Regions from separate parts of the Rattus norvegicus genome. Here region 1 is linked to region 2. A link is a contact called in public Hi-C data. All regions are on one chromosome and are shown on one strand. The core of a region is the stretch at or near the end of the contact, and the rest is flanking DNA. Distances in the headings are between cores, read along the strand shown.

Region 1 (7,336 bases), core at 3,073-5,572, 140 kb before region 2:
TATCCAGGTCTACAGACCTGGATAAGCAAGACTAAGGCCATATAAAAAAACAGTGGCTCAAACTTCCTGCCAGCAATATAAGGCTATTCAGTCAGGACAGAGGCAGATACAGTGGCTCATGCCTATTAAGTCAGCACTCACAAGGCACAGGGAGGAGGATCACAAGTTCAAGACCAATCTGGGCTACACATAGAGATCTTAGCTCAAAGACAAGAGGGGTGGAAGAGTGGAAGGACGAGAGGAGGAGGCAAAAGCTCTGCTATTCCAGCCAAGAGTGGAAGAAACTCACAATAGAAAAGCAAGAAAGGCCACTGCTTTTTGTAGCTTCTCCTCCTCCTCCTTACTGCAATGCTAAGGAACTGTGTTAAGGAAGAGAAGAGAGGAAGAAAGGCAGCCAGACCTGAGTTACTCCTTTCAAGACTTCTGGAGAGTCTAAATCAGCTCCCAAAGGAATGAACTTCAACTGAACTTTAAGGGACGGGACAGGACTCCGTTGGTAGAGGCCTCGACTAACACATACCATATCAGAAAGGCCAGCACTATAGAGCTGCAGTGCCTACTGTTAGCATTCCGTTTAGGCTTTGCCCCACAGTTATCTGTCAAACAACCCCTTTTATAGCATGCCTGTCTTGCTCTACCCTCTCTTCCTCCTCCTCCTCCTCCTCCTCCTCCTCCTCCTCCTCCTCCTCCTCCTCCTCCTCCTCCTCCCCCCCTCCTCCTCCTCCCCCTCCTCCTCTTCTTGCCGCCCCCCGCCTTCCTCTGTCTCTATTTCCTCCTCAACCCCTTTCTCATGTCCTAAATAAACTCTATTCCATACTTTATCCTTTGTGTAGCTGGTACCTCAGGAGAAAGGGATGCCTCAGCATAGGCTTGCAAAGGCACCCCTTCCACCTCACCATACAGTGCTTCTATCAAACATATCCTGGTTCATATATATATATATATATATATATATATATATATATATATATATATCACAGCACCTACTATGAGAATTTTTAATGATAGGTTAAAACCTACAATCAAATACAGATGCGATAACTAATTATGAATGTCCTTAAATGTCTGTTTCGTAGATACTTGATATAAAATGTGTTCACAGTGCACAGCCCAGAGGTGAACAATTAATTTCCTATTTTGTTTTTGTTTATCAAGGCAGGGGTTTTCTGTGTAGCTCTGACTGTCCTACATCTAGATCTATAGACCAGACTGCCCTTGAATTCACAAAGATCTTCATCCTGAGTTCTGGGATTAAAAGTGTGTTCCACCATGGCCATGCAATAATTAATTTTAAAGCAATCAGATAGCCCTGTAAAGGGTGAGCTCAGCAATAAACACCAAGATTTCAAAGACACAACAACAATTTACGTTTGGATTTGTAACTGAATCCTAAGTATTTTTATTCAGATTTTTCATGGACAGTGACTAAAATATGATTTGTGAGAGGCTGAGGAGACAGCTCACTTGGTAAAGTTCCTGCTGTGCAAACATGAGGACCTGAGTCTAAATCCATCAACCAAGTGAAAGACAGACTAGGTGGTGGTCATGTTTAATCATGAAACTCGTGGACAGAGACAGCAAGATTCCTAGAGAGTGCTGACCAGTCCAGGTGAATCAGTGAGTTCTCCACTCAGTCAAAGAATCTTGTTTCAAAAAATAAAACAAACTTGCTATTTAGTAAGACACAGGGCATTGACTTCTGCTCTCTACAGGCATGCGCACGCACTCGCACAAACACAAACACAAACACACACACACACACACACACACACACACACACACACACACACACAAAGAAAACCTCAAATGTATCTGATCTAGCCCTATAGCTTTTGTGACCCTACCAAACTGTGCCATTTGATTGCCTAAAGACAATCAGGTTGTGAAATAGCAGCACAGCCTGCTAATTTACAGTATATTACAGTAATGTAGCCCTTTTAAGACTCCTATATGCTGTACAGTGGTGAATTTTGTAGAAAATGGTATGCAAAAGTTTATAGACTATCACTTCATGTGGTCTGGGGATGAAGTTCCTGCCATTATGCCCAAAGACCTGGATTTAATCCTCAGTTCAACAACAACCAACCATAAAAGAAAGTAAAGAAAAAACCCTATTTTAGAGATTAGATCAGGTGTGACCACTACTTCTAACAATTCTAAGGTGTTGATTACAGACTGACTTATCCCATGAATCAAAGCCCTTCTTATCTGATTAGAGTATAGGAAATCTACATTGTACTTTACAAACACTGTTCTTGGTTTAAGGATCCCAGGAGAAAATTCAAAGAATAGCAAGGGTAAAGCGTGTGTTTTCATCAAAGGACATCCCTGGATGTCAGGATTCTCTGAAGTAACAGGACTTAATAGAATGATCTAGGTAGATAGATAGATAGACAGATAAATAGACAGATAGATAGATAGATAGATAGATAGATAGATAGATAGATAGATAGAAAGATAGAAAGATAGATAGAAAGATAGATAGATAGATAGATAGATAGATAGATAGATAGATAGATAGATAGATAGATTAGATTAGATAGGTAGGTTGATTGACTGATTGATTGATCAATTGATAGGTTATGATTTACTAGAATGACCTACAGGCTGCAGTCCAGCTGATCCAACAGTGGTGGCTGTGAATAAAATGTCCAAGAATCCAGTAGTTACTCAGGCCACAAGCTGGTCTCAGCTACTCTTCAATACATGCTGGAATCCCAAAGAAGTAAACTCTAATGCCGGTGAAGGAAGGAATGGGCTAGCAAGGCCAGGGCAAACAGGCAAAGAGCATTGGTCCATGTTCTTATACCTTCCATCAGAAGGTATGGCCCAGATTAAATGTGGACCTTCCAGCCTTCAGATCCAGATCAAAGGCTTATGTCTTCTTCCTTCAAAGGTCTGAACTAGAAGTGTATTTGACCATTTTAAACCAAGAAAAGTCCTCCTTTTCTGGGTTGCAGTTCATTCCAGATGCAGTCAAGTTGGCAACAAGAATAGCCATCACAGATATCAGGCACTATCTTGAGACATGGTTTCTCCTGGGCCTGGTCCTAGAAGGAAGCTGGCATCTGAGCACCACTACAACTGGCTTTCTTTCTATGAGAGGTAGATGGAATTCGGGTCTTTGTTTTTGCAAGGCAATCTCTTCACAGACTGAGCCATCTCCTGTGCCCCAATTATAATACTTCTAGACACTTAGGAGTAAAGTGTAGCTCCATCGGTATGGTGACCACCTACATAAAAAAGGCCCTGGGTTCAATACTCAGCACTGAAATGCTGAATTAAAGATTCCATCTGCAGGCCCATCCCCGGACACACACACTCTCTCTCTCTCTCTCTCTCTCTCTCTCTCTCTCTCTCTCTCTCTCTCTCTCACACACACACACACACACACACACACACACACGTACATCTAAGCATAATGTATGATGAATGAAGACTTCACCCAAATGTCCACCCTGAAACCAGGAACCTTGTTAGGTGGTTCATGAACTTCCCTGTCAGTATGTGTTCTGTTACTATGATTCTGTCTTCATGGAAGTCATGTAAAAATTCTGTTTTACCTATGGCATTCATCATACATCTACCGCACACCAGCACAAAAGAAAAAGAAAAGAAATGAAAAGAAAGAGGGGGGAGGGAGAGGGAGACAGGGAGACAGGGAGACAGGGAGACAGGGAGACAGGGAGACAGGGAGACAGGGAGAGAGAGGGAGACAAGGAAAGAGAGAGAGAGAGAGAACGCAGCCCTGGAAAATTGAGGAAAAACTATGCTGTGAGGAAAGACATTTGTGTGATACAGGGCCCAAGTTGTTATATTTTTGTTGTTGTTCTTGTTTCCTTAGTCTTTTTGTTTCGTTTGGGGCGCGCTGGGTGGGTGTGGAGTGCTGCTCTGTGGATGAGGCTGGTCTCAACTCACAAAGATCCACTTGCCCTGCCTTCCTTGTGCAGAGATTAAAGGCGAGCACCACCACGCCCGTCTACCAAGAAGACTTTAAGACTTAAACCTCTTCTGACCGGAAACTGACACCACTCTAACAGTGAAGGAGAACAGATTTTTCTGAGCCACAAGGAATTCTGTCTTCCAATCAATCGGATTTTTTATTGTTCAGTCTTGGTTTGTAAAACTAGCGGGCCATTAGCAAGGCAAACAGGTTCACAACGCGTCCTCCAGTCCCCAGAGGGCGCTGCAGGAAATTCGGTCTCCAAAGGAAACCCAGCTCTCGCCAGAAACCGTTTCCGCCCAAAGCATTTCCGCCCCGCGGGTCCGCCGAGTCCAGCGATACAACACTTCCGACTCGGAACTGCGCACGTGCATCTGTCGCTCGGTGCAGACGGCTGGGCAACCCGGCAACATGTCGCAGTTACAGATGAAACTCCTGCGCAAGAAGATCGAAAAGCGGAACGCCAAGCTGCGGCAACGGAACCTGAAGCTGCAAGGTGAGCTGTGCTGAACCCCGCAGTGTCGAACGACTTCGGGAACCCAGAAACTCGGCGGTGCGCCGGGCAGCTTCCGGCGGGAGCCCGGCATGCGCCGCACGAGCAGGCCTCCTGGGTCCCAGCCCCAGTGCACCCTGCTCTTTGCGGGTGTGGGTTTCTCGGCACGGGGTGGAAGTGAGAGGCCTCGAACTTACTTCCCAGCATTATGTTGGCAGGACATTCAAAACCTAACTATTACCCTAGACTCCCCCATCATCTTTAGTCCCCATGGAGAACTTTGTATCTAGGTACTACCCTTTGCGGTTCCCGACTTTTACTTAGTTCTTGGATCTCATCCTCTGCCCAAACTTTTATGAATTCTTTTTCTCGGAGCTTTCCCAGTGATGATACTGCTGTCTTTCTTAGCTTGTTCTCTTCATTCCTGCAGGGATCCTCCTCGCATGTTAAACGCAGAACTCTCCCAGGGTTCTTGTGGCACACAACTTAGTTTGTAAATTCCTTAACATCTTGGTTTTGGCACAAGGGCTTAAGTGAAAAGTTGACACTTGTCACTCTCTTGTTGCAGTTTTTGTAGCTTGTTTAGGTTACCTCCCTGTAAGATACAAGGTTCTCAACCTTTCTAATGATGTAGCCCATTATTAAAGTTCCTCATATTGTGATGACCCCCACCCACCACAAAATTATCTCGTTGCTACTTTATAGCTGTAATTTTGCTACTGTTATGAATCGTAATGTAAATATCTGATATGAGACTCCTGTAGTGGGGGGTCGAGTGACCAGTAGATTGAGAATCACTGAATTAAGTCCTCCGTGGGAAGTGCTGAGGGAAATTGACTCAACCCACATGATTTTCAACAGATAGTAATTGAAAGCGCAGAGGCCGTGGTGGGTTTTAGGCATAAGTATTGAAGTTTCTTCATTTAGTACCTGTAGAATAATTAACGCCGCTTAGTAGCTACTTCTTGGTGTAGGTAATATTGTAAACTAAAGATGGTGTTGCCTCGTAAGGATAGTTTGGGGCTTTAATAGGGCAAATGAGTGGTTTTCGTTAACTGAATTTTCAGTTCACCAAAGTCTAGGAAAGTTGGGTTTGAGTGATGTGAAATTATATAAGTAATAACTGTAGGAATGTGAAACATTCAGTTATGTTTATCAAATGCTTAGCACTGGCTATCCCAGTACTAGCTCAGTTATACCAGGCTGGTCTCAAACTCAGAGATCCACCTGTCTCTGTCTCCCAAGTGCTGGGATTAAAGGTGTGTGCCAGCAACACCAGCAGTCCAGATACTTACGTTAAAAATATATTTCTTCTCATTGCTGCTTACTAATCATTTGATTTAATTATGTGACCTTGCCGACATTTTTCATAGACTTCTGTATGCCAACTAAGGTCTTTTGAAGTTAAAACAACTTTAAACAATTGGGAGGTCCAGAAAGCCCGGGATTTTTTTTTCCTGCGAATGTCAGCGTTTAAGCTTTCTCTTGTCACAGTGTAAGTTCTGTCTTTAAACAGAAGCATCAGACAGGAGCCTGTCACAGCCTGAAAATGGAGATGTGCCTGAAGAACTAGGAAAAGGTGGAAAAGCTAAAAAGGCCCTGAAGCATTCTGTGACTGCAGGCTCAGCAGAAGCACAAAGTAGAGGCGTGCCCGAGGAGACTGTGGAAAATGCCAAAGTTAAAAAGTCACCCCAAAAACTTACCATTTTAACCAATGGAGAAGCAGCAGCAATGCCATCTACAGATCCAGAACTAAAGAAGAAAAAGAAGAAGAAGAGGAAAATTGGAAATGACACTGAGCCTGGTGGGTTTTTTGCTTTTCGTATTTGCCATTCAGATAGATTTTCAACTCTTGGTCACGTCCCTCTATTGTGTGTGTGAAGCGTCCCCTGTGCTCACCAGCGTGAGACTAGCCTGGGAGCTAAACAACACGGTTTATTATTGGTGGACAAGGGAGGCAGGTTTGGAGTTTTCCCCAGGTTGGCTACCCTTGGGGAAAGTTCTTTACATTTATAGTACTCCACTAAGGGTTGTGGGGAGCAGATCGTTGGGCTGTGTAGATAAACTGGATGGACCATCGCATCATCTTTTGAGTGTGCATATTTCCATGGCTTTAGAACTTTAATGAACACAGCCTGAATCCAGGCTGGAATGGGAGGCATCTCCCTGGGCTTTTGTGTGTGAAGGCATTCGCCTTAGTCATTCTGTGACCTTTTGATTTACTTGTCTCCTGCTCGTATATTGTTTATAAGCCCTCTCCCCCAGAAGCGCTGATTTGCAAAGTCTAAGATAACGCATAGGAAAGTTGTGAGTAAATAAGACATTGGTCTTTCATGTGAGTGGACGATACAGGGTAGTGCTGAAGAGCAGGAGGAGGAAGATGGCAGCAAATTCTGGTGCACACAGATGAGCCTCCTGTTGAGGTGTGAACAAGCAAATGGGGCAGGGTGAGGTGGTTTGAGTGCTGCAGGAGCATACTTCTGTGCTTCTTCCCAGCAGCCCAGTTTGGATCACCGGCTAAGAAACCATCGCCCTTGCTCTAGCCTTAACATCTGTGGGAACAGGAAAAGCCCAAGCTTTTAGTGTTTCATCTTCAAAGCAGAAGCTACTTACAGAGGTGTAATGGCAAGAGGAGAAAATATTGGTGCTTGTGTGGGTTCAAGGCCAGCCTAGCTCATAAGTTGAGCTCCAGGCAGCCAGGGCTACACAGATAATTTTTGTTGGGGAGGTTGGGGGGGGTCAATGATTCTTTTTTAAATCTGGAATAGTGTAATGCTTAAGAAACTTTAAAACATTGTTTTGTTTGCAAATCATTTATACCCCAACATTTTAAATATTGAACCAAGTCTCTTCCTGAAAAAGGTTTGTAACAAGTATCAAATGTTAGCATAACATTAAGC
Region 2 (7,539 bases), core at 3,934-6,433:
TTTTAAAGATTTATCTAATGTATATGAGTGTTCTCTCTGTACACCTACGTGCCAGAAGAGGACATCAGATCCCATTATAGATGGTTGTGAGCTACCATGTGGTTGCTGGGGACTGAAGTCAGGACCTCTGGAAGAGCAGACAGCTGAACCATCCTCTAGCCCCAGCCATTCCTTCACCCAGTTTTTGACATATGCCAGATCGGGAGAGATCATGTCTTTTACCAACCAGTCATGTGGGCAGCAAGGCTGACATTTTCTGGTCCCTATTTAATAGCTGAGTTGTACAATAAAATACCCATTTCCAGGTCGGTAGCACAGACCCCCCTAAGTAGAAAGTTCAATGGAAGAGGTCTGGACATGCTTTTTATAAAACATCCCTTGCTCCTTCTACCACATACAAGGAGGAAGGTGGTACCCTGGAGCCTGCAGCATTATTTCCAAAGCTTTCCTGGCCTTCCTTACCATTGATTTCAGATGCCTGAGGGGTGCAGTCTACTGGGCACCATATAATTTAGGCCCTGCCTGTTGGTTGGCTTGTCGCTCTTCTCGACAGTGGAGCTCTTTGAGTGAAGGGCTACTGCTTATCTCTGTGCCCTCAACACCTAATACTAGGTCCTGTGCATGATAACTGTTCACAGCTCTGCTAAATTAAAAGATGCTACCCCAGGGCTGGAGAGACGGCTCAGTGGTTAAAATTGCATGCTGCTCCTGCAGAGAACTTGAGTTTGGTCCCCACTCTAACTCCAGCTTAAAGGAGTTCCAATGCCCATTTGAACACACCAACACACATGTACACATACTTAAAAATAAAACTTTAAAACAAAAGTTTAAAAGACATGAAATATTCCATCCCGTGAAGCCCCACCCCACCCCCCCAAAAACAGGCAGCTGCCACCTACAGGGTACCTGCCATTGTTTCTACGCATGCATTTCAGGATGACTATGAACTCAGATTATCTCCTCCATATACTTCATAACTCCTTCCCAAAGGATATGTTCCTTAAGAGAGAAACAATTTCTCATATGTGCATGTATACGTGTGAGCGTTCATGTGTGCGTATGTGTGCGTACATCCACATGCATCCATGTAAAGGCCACAGGTCTGCAGTGGGTGTCATTCCTCAGGAGGCTTCCCTCCATCTCTCTAGTTGAGAAGGGTCTCACTGTGCTGGTGTCCTGGGACTCATCGGTTTGGCCAGGCTGGCCAGGGAGACCCAGGCATCTGCCTGGCTCCATTTCCCCAGTACTGGAATCACAAGCACGGCACATTCTGGGTTTTGCTTTCCCTTTCTTTCTTTCTTTTCTTTAAACATGGGTTCTGGGGATCCAAGTTAGGTCCCCATGTTCTCTCAGAAAGCACTCTACTGACTGACTGAGGAGTCTCCCCGGCCTGCACAAACACTCCTTTGCTTTTTTACGCTTCCTAAAATATTGTGCACAGTAAAGGAACCCGATTGCACCTACTGACTTATAATTCTCTTTGAACAGGAAATCCGAGTGCATCCCTAAGGAATCTGGATGGGGAGGAATAGAATCATGGGGAAAGAGGAAGTAAAAACACACTCACTCCAGCCTCCGCTACCTTGGTTAACGGTGCAGTCCTTCAGAGAAATGGCTTAGTAGATAGCGAGGCTTTTTCTTACCTTGTCGAAAGGAGACAAGCCTTTAATTCTTGCTCTGAAATAGCCAGCCGCAACCAAGAGCTCCAGGATTTCAGTCAGCTTGACATTCTGTTCTTCGTCTTCTCTCGTTTCCACCTGGAGCAAAAGGGATATGTGTAACTGGTAAAGGCCATCTCAACTGAACAGAAAAGAAGTATATCCTTCCGGTAGCATCACCAAGAGTCCGATGACCATATGAGCATGAGGACCAGAGAACCCATATAAATGCTGGGCAGGCATGGTGCCCACCTGTGAGTCCAGCACTTGGAAAGCAAGGACCACAGGCTAGCTATATGGATAGACAGACTAGACCAACTAGCAAATTCAGGATTCAACTGAGAGGCCTTGGCTCAATGACCAAGGTAGAGAATGACTGAGGAAGACACCTGATGTCAACCTCAGGCCTCGACTCACATACATATGTACCCACATGCATGTGAACACCCACACACACATGCCTAGGCATATATAGACACCAAACATGCAAACACACAAACACACAGATAAATAAAATAGGAACCCTTCAGCCATCATGTGTCTGTTATAAAGATAACAATCTCCCACCTCAATCCACCGTATACGGCATTCCTACAGGCTAGCATGTACAACCAACAGAACCAATGAAATAAGCATGACTCTGAATGGGGATGTTTGATTCCAAATTCACGTTATACACATCAACATGCTTACACAGAATGGAAAGGGGCCATGAGCTGATACGCAGAAAACAAACAAACAAACAAAACATCCTTTCTTGAAACCATAAAACCCCTCCGCACTGGTTAATACATCCAGTTACTAAACTCAGAATACTGGAGGCCAGAGAGATGGTTCAGTGGTGCAGGGAACACACTGTTCTTCTAGAAGACCCAGGTTCAGTTCCCCACACCAGGCAGCTCAACGCCACCTTAACTCAACCCCGCAGTATCTGACAACGCTCGTCTGGTCTTCTTGGGTATCCAGATTCACTCGCACATGCAGACACGCGGACATATATGAAGTACAGGTAAATAGATTCATAACCAGAACACTGATGAACACGGATCACCCTGAGCTCTTAAACGAGGCCAAATAAACAAACTCCCATGCGTCCTGCACTGTCACTCACAGAAGCTAGAAGCTGAAAGCTATGGTTTTCTCTCATATACACACAAAGGGGTTTAAAATCCGGACTGCATTAGTTAACTGGATTGCTGAGAGCCAGGTGACAGTAATTCTGTCCTTTTAAGACAAAGTCTCACGTGCCCAGGGTTGGCCTCCATTGCTGTGCGTGGACTATGACCTTACATTTCTGAATCTCTTGCCACCCGGGTGCCAAGATTAGAGGCACCCCACCCCTCACTGTTCATTGTGCTGGGGACAGACCCGCAGCTCAAGCACGTATGCAAGCACTCTCCCCTAAACCCTCGTTATTTGGATCTTGTAAATTTTATACCTGTGCTAGTTTCTAACCTTTATATCTTCTATTAAATGTATATCTGTGTGCACACTAATATAATACAGTTCTTGCCTTGCTTTTCCTTTTCTGAGATGGGGTCTCACTATGTATGCCCAACCCCCCTCCTCCTCCCCTCGGCTGGTCCAGAACTCACTATGTAGACCAAGCTAGAAAAGAGCAACAAATCAGACCCAGCCTCCTGGCAGCCTCTGAGGAGTCAAGCATACTCACGGAAGTGGTGTGTTTACTACTGTTAGAAAGACTTCCACTAGTTTGAAGGAGTTGGGGTAGAACTGGGAGCCTAGACAGGACTCCATAGCAGACGGCCAAGAAAAGCCTTAACCAGCGCTTGCCTCACCTACATGAGGATCTGAGTTCAATCTCCAGAACCCATGTAAACATGCCAGACATGGTGCTATGCCCTTGTAATCCCAGGGACAGAAAGATCCCTGGGACTCATTGACCATGCAACTTAGCCTATTTGAGAAGTGCCAGGCCAATAAGAATGCCTCAAAAGAGGTTTTCAGTGTTCGTGAGGGTGACATGGGAGGCTCTATTCTGACCTCCACACATTCACATAGGCACTTCGACAACACACACAGAGAGAGAGAGAGAGAGAGAGAGAGAGAGAGAGAGAGAGAGAGAGAGAGGGAGGGAGGGAGGGAGGGAGGGAGAGAGAGAGAGAGAGAGAGAGAGAGAGAGAGAGAGAGAGAGAGATTTGTACATGGCAAAGAAAACCTACACTATTACAGTCCAGACTCCATGAAACTTTACCTAAAGCAGGGCCACATCAGCCCTTCCTCTGCAATATTGTCTCCTGGGCACTGAACACTGTGACTCGGTAATGAGTAGGGTGAAGATGTAACAGAAGGGTGTGTGAGGGGCACAGGGAGGCAAGATCGGTGCAGTTGAATATGAACGACCACTAGGCACAGTGTCGAAGAAATGGGCACACCTCTGCCAAAGCCTGCCTCCTCCTCGCCCTAGAAGGGGAGCCAGGTGCCCTAGAGGTGTTCCCTACTTCTCTCTGGAAACTGGGACTCTTCACTAAGCTCAGAGCTTTGAGTAAGGCAACTAGAAGAACAACTGGAAATCCCCCAGCCAAGCTCTAAGGGTGGCCCACCGTTAGAAGGTGGTTGAGCTTTTCTTCCCAGCCAGCGTGGTGGAAGTCCTGTCTTGTCTGTAAGAGCGAATGAGTACAGGCTGAGAATTTGACTAATGCATTCCTGGAAAGGTTCTCCCTCCTTAAGCAATGTTCCTGTCCCGGCACGGGGCACCACAGGAGAGGGTGTCCTCAACTCTTGTCATCACCCCGATGTGCGCAGAGCTCCCAAACTTCCTTCATCCTCCCCGGCCCGTGGGACTGGGGGGAGGGGCAGGAGGCTACAAGCCGGGTAGGTGGCGTTCCACCCCGACAAAAGGGAATGAGAGGCTGGCCGCCTGGACCCCGCAGGAGAAGTGCGTCCCAAGGTCACCGACCTCTGCACACCAGGAGCCAGGACAGTCTCACCGCTCGTCTTGTGACTGCCGAGACTCCTGAGCGCAGCAGCCTTGGCCTGGGGGAGCCAGTCTCGCAATGTGAGGGGTCTCCAGACAGCCCGAGATAGGAATTCCCTAGGACATCATGATGTATGAGGCTGCATCTGGGCAGATCTCTGGATGTTCCCTCTCTCCCCAAAGGACCCAGGAACCCTTAAGTTTGCACCCAGCAACACGATGCACCCTGGCACGCCGGGGGACCAGCCGGCTGCCCCTCCAGGAGACCTAGAGCCCGCCTAGGGGCAGACACACCTGAGCAACCGCAGACACTGTGCCCCGCCACTCCAGCCTGGTCCCTGCCCACCGCCCCGGGATCGGCCCTCTCTCCCCAGCAACCCCAGGGTGTCAGGGACAGAGGTCCTCACCTCCGGGAGCCCCTGGCCCTCCGGCCCCTTGGGTAACCCCATGATCCGGATGCGCTGATGTGGAACCGAAGGGAGCCGGTCCTATAACCGGACTGTGATCCGGGTGGGGTGCAAAGCGGAAACTTCCTTCACAGGAGCTGACACTACCACAGCCGGTCGGAGAACCGTGGCCCCGCGGAGCATGCGCACTAGGGCAGAAGCAAGGAGCCACTGCGCCTGCGCTTGCGCCAGGGCAGCCAGCACTGCTGGGCGGGGCTGGATCCTGAGTAACCGATCCTCCCCTCAAGGGCGGTACTGAGCTGAAGATTCCTCCTAAACTACTTTTTATTTCTTTTTTAAATGTTTCTCTTTCTTCTGTTTTTCCTCTTTTACTTTTTCTTTACTTTCGTTTTCTTTTTTAAGTTTTTGTTTCTTAAAATGTTTTCTTATTGTTCTGTCTTTTTCTTGAGACTGTCTTAGCCAGCCTAGCTTAGTACTTGCTGTATATCTGAGGATGACTTTGTACTTCTGATCTTCCTGCTTCCCCATCCCATGTCCTAAGATTATAGGCATGTGCCACCGTGACCAGTTCCCTTTTCTTTCCCGTTTACAAAGTAGCATAAGTTCCCTTATGGCATTTTCATACATACTTAGTTTTACTTGAACCCCCACCTACTTTTCTCTACCATTTCCTTGCCCCGCCCCTTCCTTCTTATATCCTTCTACCTCTAGTATTTCTCCTTTCAACCCTTATATCACTAGTGATCTTTAACGAGTCCCATTCCTTTCCCTTAAGACTTTTTTTTTTTTTTTTTGTCCTGTCAAGAACCACTTTCTAGTTTCTTAGCCTTCAAGGACCTTCTTAAAAGCTATTTCCTTGCGTCATGAGGATGTCTTGCATTCCGGCTCCCTTCCTTTCATTTCCTGGATATCAGATGCTGTGAGTTTGGTTCTCTCCAAGCCTAGCTTTGGAAGATCCCAGCTCCTGAGTCAGCAGTCCCCACTTGGTTACGTTTTGTGCAGCTAAGACCCAGTTCCAGCTATATTTAACACACTCTTGTTCCGGCTATCAATATATGTACCTGGGGACAGAGAACCCAGAGAGAGATTATTACATCTGTTCCCTCCTAGTCTCTGTGTCTTATTTCCAGGAAAATTTTGTTTGGAAATTTATCCCCACCCCATCTTGTCCTGATGCTCTACGTCTTTTTGGGAGACGTGTTTTGCAGAATGCGGAGTTCCGTGATCACATAATATTAGCTGCTGTGCCACTTATGTAATGTGCCCCTTGTCTGTCCCAAAGGATGGTGGCTATACACAGGGTGGTCTTTTCCCACCAGCCCAGCACTGGCTCCATAACGGTGTACCAGCTTACTTTCATTTTGTAAGAAATGGAGGCAGGAGTGCTGTGAAGTCTTTTGCCTTAGAGGAGATCTTTACGGAAGCAGGGGATAGAAGACCGTGAAAGCACATGCTTCTCGCCATCAAAGGGGTTTGCCTTTGTTTCCCTTCCTCCTCTTAATGTCGCTAATAACTTCAATTATTACTTTAGATTTATTTATTTTATTTTAGGTGTTTGAATGTTGTGCCTGTATATATATATGCCTGCACACCGTGTGCGTGCCTCCCACTCACAGAAGTTCAAGGGTATAAGAGCCCCTGGAACCTGAATTTCAGATAGTTATGAGCTACCCATGGCCGCTGGGAATCAAACCCATGTCCTCTGCAAGAGCAAGAAGAGCTCTTAATCACCAAGCCATCTTTCCAGCTCCTACGATAGCTATTCTTGGTTGTCAACCTGACTACCTCTGTGTCTTACTTTATGTTTCATTGCTGTGATGAGACACCGTGACCACAGCAACTCTTATAAAGGACACATTTAATTGGGGGCTGGCTTACAGTTTCAGATACAGTCTAGTCCACTATCGTCATGGCAAGGAGCATGGAGACAGGCAGGAGGATTTGGTCCCAGAGGAGCCTAGAGTTCGACATCTTGATTCGTAGACAGCGGGAGACTGTGCCACACTGGGTGTAGCTGGAGCATAGGAGACCTCAAAGCCTGCCTCTACCATATCACACTTCCTCCAACAAGGCCACACCTCCTAACAGTGCCACTCCATATGGTCAAGCATTCAAACGAATAAGTCTATGCGGCCCATTCCTATTCAAACCACTACCATCTGAAGTGAACTACAATCCAGAAATGGAGAGCACACCTGTGAGAGATTTTCTGCTTAGTCTGAAGTGGGTGAATCCACTTCTAGTCCAGACCTTTAAGGCAGGAAGACACAGCCTTTGACCTGAGTCTTGAGGAAGGAAGACAAGTCTTTAATATAGGCCACACCTTCTACTGGAAGGTGTAAGGACACAGACACTGAAGAAGGAAGGTTTTTGCTCTTTGCCTGATTGTCCTCTCAACGTGCTAATACATCCATTCCTTTGCTGACATTAGAGCCTACTCTGGAACAACAGCATATACTGAAGGCCAGCCGAGACATCCGGCCTTGTGGAACTGAGCAATTTCTGGATTCTTGAACTTTCTGTTCACAATCAGCTA

Evidence for each region. Hi-C and Micro-C count contacts between places; a contact is called where the count stands out from the background.
Region 1: a contact with region 2 is called in a Hi-C map of liver, with 2.6 times the contacts expected there. The contact joins the promoter of Ddx18 here to the promoter of Ccdc93 in region 2. A contact is called at or near these places in 2 of 12 Hi-C or Micro-C datasets (liver and psoas muscle).

The regions. Positions count from the first base shown.
Region 1 is chr13:35,292,958-35,300,293 of GRCr8, reverse strand. Ddx18 (DEAD-box helicase 18) reads left to right here and starts at 4,322. Exons shown (of 13, transcript NM_001006996.1): 1 at 4,322-4,439; 2 at 5,953-6,240. The coding sequence starts at 4,355.
Region 2 is chr13:35,158,022-35,165,560 of GRCr8, reverse strand. Ccdc93 (coiled-coil domain containing 93) reads right to left here and starts at 5,183. Exons shown (of 24, transcript NM_001024997.1): 1 at 5,004-5,183; 2 at 1,644-1,757. The coding sequence starts at 5,045.